Linked DNA regions of Sus scrofa: region 2 is linked to region 1. A link is a contact called in public Hi-C data. All regions are on one chromosome and are shown on one strand. The core of a region is the stretch at or near the end of the contact, and the rest is flanking DNA. Distances in the headings are between cores, read along the strand shown.

What was found. Hi-C and Micro-C count contacts between places; a contact is called where the count stands out from the background.
Region 2: a Hi-C map of liver shows a contact between it and region 1, with 7 times the contacts expected there. The contact joins the promoter of STT3A here to the promoter of HSPA8 in region 1. A contact is called at or near these places in 1 of 5 promoter capture datasets (liver) and 1 of 47 Hi-C or Micro-C datasets (liver).

The regions. Positions count from the first base shown.
Region 1 is chr9:49,985,434-49,990,069 of Sscrofa11.1, reverse strand. HSPA8 (heat shock 70kDa protein 8) reads left to right here and starts at 3,310. Exons shown (of 9, transcript NM_001243907.1): 1 at 3,310-3,379; 2 at 4,109-4,318; 3 at 4,607-4,636. The coding sequence starts at 4,114. It overlaps CLMP (CXADR-like membrane protein), which reads left to right. Exons shown (of 8, transcript XM_021063025.1): 8 at 1-103.
Region 2 is chr9:52,724,186-52,728,599 of Sscrofa11.1, reverse strand. It overlaps STT3A (STT3A, catalytic subunit of the oligosaccharyltransferase complex), which reads right to left and starts at 1,711. Exons shown (of 18, transcript NM_001243852.1): 1 at 1,662-1,711. EI24 (etoposide-induced protein 2.4 homolog) reads right to left here. Exons shown (of 12, transcript XR_002335716.1): 12 at 3,634-4,195.

The DNA.
Region 1 (4,636 bases), core at 2,061-4,560:
AAGAAAAAGTGTTTGTAGGAAGAGATACAGATGAAATGATGAGGATGTTTAGAGAATAACCATTCAATAAAATATGAACACTAAACTTACAATTGTAAAATAAGGAAGTGGTGTCTGTTGTTACACTGTATAAAAACAATTTCAGAACTGCCATTACAAAAAGACATACATAACTTTGCCTCATTTCTGGTGGTAAGCTGTTTATATTTCAACTTCTAATTGGGACTATGTTTGATCACAAAAACCAAATATTTATTACAGATGCATCTGTATCAGCAATTTAAAAATAAATAAGTAAAGGTGATACTGTAGGAAAGGCTGAATCTCATATAACCTGTGCTGGAAATTTACTTATTAGCTTGCTGCCAAGTGAAGAACAGAAGGACTCAGACTGAATATGATCTATTATTTATTGATTTCAGTCATAAATGCATGCAATACTTTTTTTCTCACAAAGCAAGATACTAAGTAGTATGGGACATACCAAATGATGACAAAGCTCATGACAGTTTCTACCCTTAAGAACTTTATCAAAATAACAAATAATATTTGCCAAGCAAGTATTTTATGCCAAGGTAAGGTGCCAACAAAGAAGTATACACTGGAGTTCCCGTCATGGCACAGCGGAAGCGAATCCAACTAGGAACCATGAGGTTGCAGGTTCGATCCCTGGCCTTGCTCAGTGAGTTAAGGATCTGGTGTTGCTGTGGCCGTGGTGTAGGCCAGTAGCTGTAGCTCTGATTAGACCCCTAGCCCGGGAACCTCATTATGCCACGGGTGGGGCCCTAAAAAGTGGGGAAAAAAAGTACACACTAAGGGGCTCAAGTAAATCTGAAAAGTAAACACTGAAATTCAAATAAATCTGAAAAAAAACTTCAGAGAATTAAAGGAGGTAATATATGCAAAGCACTCAGAACAGAGCTCAGCATGTAACAGGATCCCAAAATGTTAATGACACTATTCCCCATCAGACACCCAGTCTTCAGACTCCTCCACTCTGCAGCCCCAAGCACTCAAACTTTTAGTTCCTGAATGGGTTTGAAACCCTGTGCATGTGAAGAGGTAGAGATAGGACATTTATCATAATCTCAACTTTATATATTGAAAGCAACCAGAAACAAAGGTTCTCTGTTCAGCTTTCTTTAATCTCTGCTGTTTGGCAAAGTACACCAAACCCCTGGACTGGGGCCCCAGTTCTATTTTCCACTAGTTCAGTGGTTCAAATGTTGTAGGTAATTCAGAGGTTATAAAGCTGCAAAATGTAGTGGTTCAGAGATAGTACTGATAAATCGTGTGGGGAGAGGAAGACTGCAGATGCTGAAGAAAACTGAAAGAAGCCTCCCGCAGTACACATCTTCCTCTTTCCACACTTTGAGTTACACGTGCTTCCACAAAGAAAATTACTACTTAAAAAAAGACTTAAGAATCTGGAATCAAGAGCTGAATTCCATTGTAACTCAGCCAGCTGTTTATCTTCCCACAAAAGACATCTCTGAACCTCATTTATCTCCTAACACAGGAATGAATGATACATAGCTCAGAGAATTGTTTTAAAAGACTAAATGAGGTAGCAAATGAAAGCACTCTGTACACTGTGAAAGCATCATGTAAAACGAACTTCTTGAGAGATGGGGAGGCATTAGGTATGTTCCTCAACAGACTCAAGCCCACATTCCCTCCCAAAAGGCAAATACCCTTTTTATCAAACATTTGAGTCTAACTCCAGGCTCTACTGGCTTTGACAAGGACAAGTCATCCTCACTTTTCTAACAGCCTTTCTGGAAGTCTGGAGACCTTTCTAATTCCAGTGATGCCGATAAAAGTTCTAGATAGTCTTAAAAAAACCTTTTCTCCTATCCGTGCCCACACACATACTAAATGGGTTTATTACTTGCCCTGCCTGCCTGAAAGAGCACGTAGGAAAGCCTTCATGGTACTAAGAAAGGCTCTCAGAAGCCTTTAGAATGACAAGGCCCCAAACACCTGCCACCAGACAGAATTGAAAATTCTAGGTCCACTGCTTTGTACACTAGACTCCTTCAGTGATGTTTTCAAGGCATCTCTGCCTGGCCTCTCTTTTAGTTTCTGACGAAAATCAAAGCAGATAGCTATTCCCTCCTGTTACTGAAAATAAAAGGCTCAGGAAGCCTAAATCAAGGACACAAAGCTACCGGAACCAAAGTTCCTAACGTCTGGTTCATTTACAAAGAAAAAACTCGCCACCTTTTCTTCCTTTAAAACAAGTAACAGAGAAGAACGGGGCTCGGTCGGGTGGAGGAGGGGCTGAGAAAAGAAGCCGAATCTATTCTCCGCGGGATACCGGAGGTAACCGAGGCCTTCGAGAAGCGTGCTTGGCCATTTACTTTGCTGAGGGTCTCGACACAGGCTAGTGGGCTAAGAAATCGAGCCTCTCCAACCTGTGTCGGGGTCAGACGGCCTCCAGCTGCCACAGAGAACGGACGGCCGCGGGGGCCTGCCACGCTACCCTGCCGCACCCTAGGCAGAGGCGGGACCGGCGGCGGCAGCCGGGCAGCTCCTTCCTTCCCCAGATCTGGGTGTCCCGGCCGAATTTACCCCGGCAGCGCCCCGGGGTCGGAACCTTCGGCCCTGTCGCTCACGGTCATCCCTAGACCAGCGTCACGCCGGTCACGAAATGTGCGGATGTGGAGTCCGGGAGAGCCTGGGGGACAGTCTATATATCCGGAGTGGGTGTCGGGGAAGAGAATGAGGACCTGGTGGGGGAGGGGCGCAACAACCTTCGCGGCCATTTTGTCCTCGCTCCACTTCCGTCTTCTCTCCCGGCGGCTGGAGTCGGACCCCTCCCTGCAGGCCGAGCGCTTACCCTCCCCGGGTTCCGCACTGAGCCAGATCGCTGTCATTGGTTGACTCCAAGTTGGCCCGCCCCTCTTCCTCCCCCTCCTTCCGTTCCCTCCCGCCCGCGCTTTCTGGGGGCGCATGCGCAGAGGCGGACGCGCTCTTCCCCGCCCCCCGCTCCCCCCCACGGGGTGACTGAGGACTCCCGCGCGCGGGCTCCGTCGGCCCCACCCTCCCTTTCCCCCGGGCCGTTCAGAGAGCGGGGGCGAGAATGAAAGTTCCAGAACGCTGCGGTGAGTGCGTCATCCGAGGCGGGGCGTGTTGCGGAAGGAAGGGGGAGGTGCGAGGAGTCAAGCCGGGTTCGTCATTGGGGCTTGCGGAGGTAACCGCCCGCCCATTGGCTGAGGCAGCAATGATGGGCACCGGCAGGGGCGGGCCCCTTCTGGAAGGTTCTGAGGCCGGGTATAAGAGATAGGGCGACGGGCGGAAACCGGTCTCATTGAACCGTCGGGAGCGCTTCGGGTTGCGGCTTTTTTTCTCTAGCTAAACCAGGCCTACGTTTCAGGTAAGGCTTCTGAATATCTTCCAAACCTGCATTGTGCCGCCGCAGTGTGCTTCCCGCCCCAGCTTCCCTGAGTTTGTGGCGGCCTGCAGCTTTCTATCTCAGGCGGGCTGCGGGCAGCTATTATTTTGCTCGGCTGGGGAGCTTTGTTCCTGGTGGCAGGCAGTGATGCAATCGGGATAGAGGGTCGGGGCTCGGTGGGCAGGGCCGCTTTAACCAGGAAGGTGACCGCGATTGCGGCCGCACCCGGCGCGAGGAGAGAGGGGGGAAGGGGCTGCACTCCTTTGCGGGGCGTGGAGCTCGCTCCTTAATCCCGGCCGCTCCCCGTTTCCGGCGTAGACGGGTTTCTCCTAAAAGAGGAAGTCCTGATTGGCACGCGCCCAAGGCGGTGGAGGAGGATTCTCATCCTTTGCAAGGGTGGAGAAGAGGGTGCGAAAGGGGGAGGGCGAAAGTTCAGTCCAGGGCACCGGACCACGTGGTCGGCTATGGCGCAGACCCTCTTGGCAGGTGCTGTTTTCAGTCTGCGGCGGGCTCTGCGGTTGGCATGGCAGCCTTAACTGCAGCATTCCATGCTGGCTCTGACCCTGTCGCGTGGTTATTTCCGACCAGGGCAGTTTCCGAGCGATGTGTATTTAAGAGTGGTCTTGAGAGCTGATGGCGAGTGGTCTTTAAGATAGACGATCTTGGGCGCTTAATCTGGTTTTTAACGACATGGACTTTTTCTCTCCACAGCAACCATGTCTAAGGGACCTGCAGTTGGCATTGATCTTGGCACCACCTATTCTTGTGTGGGTGTCTTCCAGCACGGAAAAGTGGAAATAATTGCTAATGATCAGGGGAACCGAACCACCCCAAGCTATGTTGCCTTTACTGATACTGAACGATTGATTGGTGATGCTGCGAAGAACCAAGTTGCGATGAATCCCACCAACACGGTTTTTGGTGAGCCACTGAAATGTTAACAGCATGAGTTTTAAGTGATCTAGGCAGATTATATATAGGTAATTCTAAAAAGTCAGTTTTGAGGTATCTCAAAAACCTTGAGAATAGGGAAAGTTAGAAAATTTAAGTGAGTGGCATTTCTTCTTAAGGAAAGAATTTGAAGTATCTTCGTCAGAAGTTGAATCCATTTAATACTGAGAGGGTCTTGGTTTTAGAATGGTGGGCTAAGTTGATGGAGAGGCTGATGAATGCAGTTCAAGGTAACGGTTGTGTTTGATGCCTTAACAGATGCCAAACGCCTCATTGGACGAAGATTTG
Region 2 (4,414 bases), core at 462-2,961, 2.7 Mb before region 1:
CAACCCCTAGCGTGGGAGCCTCCATATGCCTTGGGTGCAATCCTAAAAAAAAAAAAAAAAAAAAGTCATGACTGAATCAGCAGTTTACAGCCCTAACTTTCAGCTTCAACTGACTGGCTACAAGCTTCTTTCTGTGTTAAAGGATCAACTAAGGAGCATGACTGATCACTAATACATATACAGACATGCACTCAAAGAAAGGGAAACAGACACAGATGGATCACTGCACTTCTAATCCCTTTTATCACACAAGTACTGCTCAGACTTATACCCACTTTCTATCAGCTGTCTCAAAGCATCTCTGTAATTGACACTGCTGATTTAAGCCACTGATCCCAGAGACAGCTCATGGAACCAGATGACAATCCAGAGGGAAAAGAAGACAACATTTTCCTACTAAAGTAAAAAATGATCAGGCTGGCAGGGGGAAAAGGCGGGGCTAGATTAAAACTAAATATTGAGGGAAACAGTCTGTAGATCATTCAGAATGGTGATCTCTTGATGGATAAGGTTTACTATTAGCAATAATTAGGAGGTTAGCTCTTTATGTCGAAGAGGGCTCTGCCTTCTTAAACCACAAGCTGGTCAAAGGCTAAGTGACAAAGAATCTAATATTAAAGGATACGAAACACTGTACAAGACGCCAGCGGGGACAAAAAGGAACCTGGACCCCTTCTGATCTTTTGCCCCACTATTACTAGAGAAGAGGAGGGAAAAAAAAAAAACACTGGACTAGGCGAAAGGCATGAAGAAGCAACATGCTCCAACAGTGAAAAGCCAAGCATCTTTTCCAAAGTTAACTGTCTCAGAGGAGCAGTTTTAACATAGTTTTAATTATAACCCCAAAGGAAAACCTTATCTTGCAACCAAATTAAATACCTAACTCAGGAAGTCAACAATCCAATCACATCCCTCAGGATAGTACTTGTCTTCTCCAACGCTTGAAATAGCAAAACTCACCACCACTGAGTAGATTTGAGCCATAGGCCTAAAAGAGTAAGGGAGTAAATGAGAGCACAAGAACCTCGACCTGAAAACTGAGTAAAAGGAGCTGGTAATTTAGGCCAGGACCCTAAGGGAGTTTCCATACTGTGCTCTCTGGTCTTGTTCGCATACCGCTAAAGCGATTAAGGGCAAAGACTTTTCTCAAAACACTTAGCATATGTTCTCCACCTCACCTGCGCCTGAAAGCGCTGGCCCCCTCGTCCCACCCTAGTTCTAGTTCCGAAGACTGCAACTTGCCCACCCCGTTTGCCTACACACTTTCTCACACTCCCCCCCCCCGCCCTCCTCTACTTCAGGTCCCTCCTCCCCCGGTCTCCCACCTTCAGAAAACGCAACACCTCTGACACCACCCACCGAGGGACACCCCACCACCTCAGCATCCTAAGCGCCATCCTTCCAGGGACTAGTCTCCGGGTGCGATCTTTCCCACGCCTTCCTTAGCTTAAGCGCACGCCCCATCCCAGACCCTTACATCCTTCCATTTCAGGATGTCCCCACACCACGCCCCACGCCCCCTCCTCTGCAAGGTCCTAGATTCTGCTCCGCGCCCATACCCCCCGCCATTAGAGCCCCATCCATGCACTTCGTTCTGCCCCACAAACACCTTAGACTGCACTTGCCGCTAATTCTTAAGTAATACTCTAGGGCCTTCTCACCTGTCCCGCGCTCCTCAGGAGTCCGTTCGGCTCGCTCTGCCATCCGTTCACCGCGCACCCAACCTTGGTAGCACCAAGTTGGCCTCCCGGTCCGCTTCCCATTGGCTGGCTCAGGGCCAATATGACAATTGATGAGAGCGATAGGGTCATAGAACTGTCTGTCAAACTCGGAGGCGTGGACAAAACCGCACTCCCACTTCTTAAGTGGTCTATGCAGAAATCACTTAGGATCGAGAAGGCGGGACCTCGTACAAGTGCCGAGCAGTGATAGGTCCGCTTGTGCGAGCGTGGGCGCAGAAGAAACCGCTCAAAGCAGTTTGGTTGAGAGCTGAGCAGTGACGTGTCAGTCCGAGGACCGCAAAGGAGTCGCGGGCGGAAGGTGCGGACGGTTTAGCCCAAGTCATGTGACCAGAAACGGAAACTACGCCAAGGAATAAGCCAAAACTACAAATCCCAAAAAGCCGTGCTAAGATCGCGCTCCTCCTTTTCTGAGAGTTTTGTTTTTTAAAGGTAGAAACTGTTACCTAATATAAGATTAAAGAAGAGGAAGGAAACACTTCCCACCTACTCTCAAAGAAACTCAAATGCTTCCCGGGCCAGACCGTTACATCTTGTACAGGATCTCTTGACTTACAGTTCTCTCAAGAGCTGTTTTTGAAGATGCTCCCGGAAAATGTGATGGACCAGAGCCCTGACAAATTTTACGAGGCATTTACCTCTCTTAAGCCCGACCTCGGGAGTAAGCACGCCAAGGCCAAAAGGATCGTCGAAGTTTGGTTGGAAGATTCTAAGCCACAGACTGAGTGCACCAACCCGCGGAGGCGGTCCTCCCATGCATGCGACAGGCTTCCTGGAATCAGCCTGCAGACCTGCGGTACTTTGTCAGCTCACCCTTTGTAAGTTACGTGCTCGTGGAAGCTGCTAACTCGCCTCAGTTCTCCCTCTGTCCACTCACAAAGAAAAGCTACTGAGGGCAGGGAAGGGGACGAAGTTCCAGCAGCCAGCTCCATCACCTCTCAGACACGCACTCCTACTTCCTACACACCTCTGTGAGCAAGAGCTACACCAAATGAAATAGGAGCATCCGGCAACTGTTCAAATTTAGCGCCAGTGTCACTCATTTCTCTTCACAGTTACTCTGAATGCGGCCGACCAAATTTATTGAAAGCACATTAAATCACTGCTTCAAAATCACGTGTATGTTTCAAAATTCACATGACCAGGTTCACCCCAGGACGTTATGATTCAGAAGATCTGCTTTTTCCTTTTGTATTTGTGTTAAATGTAATTTTACTAACAAAAGGAAACAAACTGAATGAATTGCAGAACTTCAAGTAAATGCTTCTTCAAAAGGAGTTTTTCTTTTTAAAAGAATTAAAATTAGATCTTTTAAATTAAAAAAAAAAAACGGCTTCAAGAACATTAAGATATTAACTTTCGGATTAATTTTTTTTTGAATTGTTTAACATGTTTCTTTCTTTCTAGGGGGCTGGGGGTGTCTTTTAGAGCCTCACTGGTGGCATATGTAAGTTCCCAGGCTAAGGGTCAAATCGGAGCTGTAGCTGTTGGCCTATGCCACAGCCACAGCAACTCAGGATCCAAGCCGCGTCTTCGACCTACACCACAACTCACAGCAACGCCGGATCCTTAACCCACTGAGCAAGGCCAGGGACCGAACTTACATCCTCATGGATACTAGTCAGATTCGTTGCTGCTGAGCCACGACAGGAACACCTTGAGCATGTTTCTTAAATGTTTGTTTCTAGATGGTACAATTAAGTCAACTTTTTCAGAAGTCAAAATATACTGTTAAAGAACAAAGTTTAACATCTAAACCGCTTATGGAGTTCCCTGGTGGCTCAGAGGATTAAGGATACGGTTGTCGCTGCTGTAGCTCTGATTACAGCTGTGGCATGGGTTGGATCTCTGCCCCCTGGGGCAGTTCACTTAAAAGAAAAATAAAATCCAAGCCTATTTTTAGGATGATCCTTTAATATCAGTTGATAGGGAAAAGCTTATCTATAAGTAAAATCAGACTCAGGATGGCAAAGTCATAGGGAAAATAATTATAAATCCAGAGATTATATGTGAGTTCAGTGTGTCTCTTAATCCTTCTCCCTCCTAACTTATTGGATCAAAAGTTTTGGTTTGGTTGTTTCAGAAAAACTTTTTATTATTCCATCAGTCATTTAAAATAATGCTATTTTCAGCTTGCTTTGTAGGCATTCTGTCATTCCTAATGAGCTTTTAGTCTTCCCTGAAGTGTCTACTTACCTCTTTTATATCATCGATCAAAAGAAACACATCTCAGTCTCATCTGGAGCAGACCAGATTAACAATATGTTTTCTTCTTGGAGATGTTCTCCCCAGAACCCACCTTTCCAAGTGTGCTGCATAGCTGTATTACCAGGATTTCTTCTCATTGCACTTCTGATTCCACTGTTTCATGTTGTTTGGTTGGGTGTTTTAATTAGTCATCTATTTTTTTGTATTTTTCACTTCAATAGATTCTTCAAGTAACTTTTTCAGAAAAGCTGAATGGAAAGGAAACAATGATTTTATTTTGTCCTTAATAGCATAGCTAGATTTAGTTATAAGAACAAAATTGGGACCCTCCCATCCCATACACATAAGCACACATAAAAGCACTTTCAAGGCATTACAATTTTATCTTCTAATATGAAGAGGTGTACTTGAGAAGTCTAATACCAATGTGAGTCATAGTCTCTTGTAAGTAACCTGTTCTTCTATTT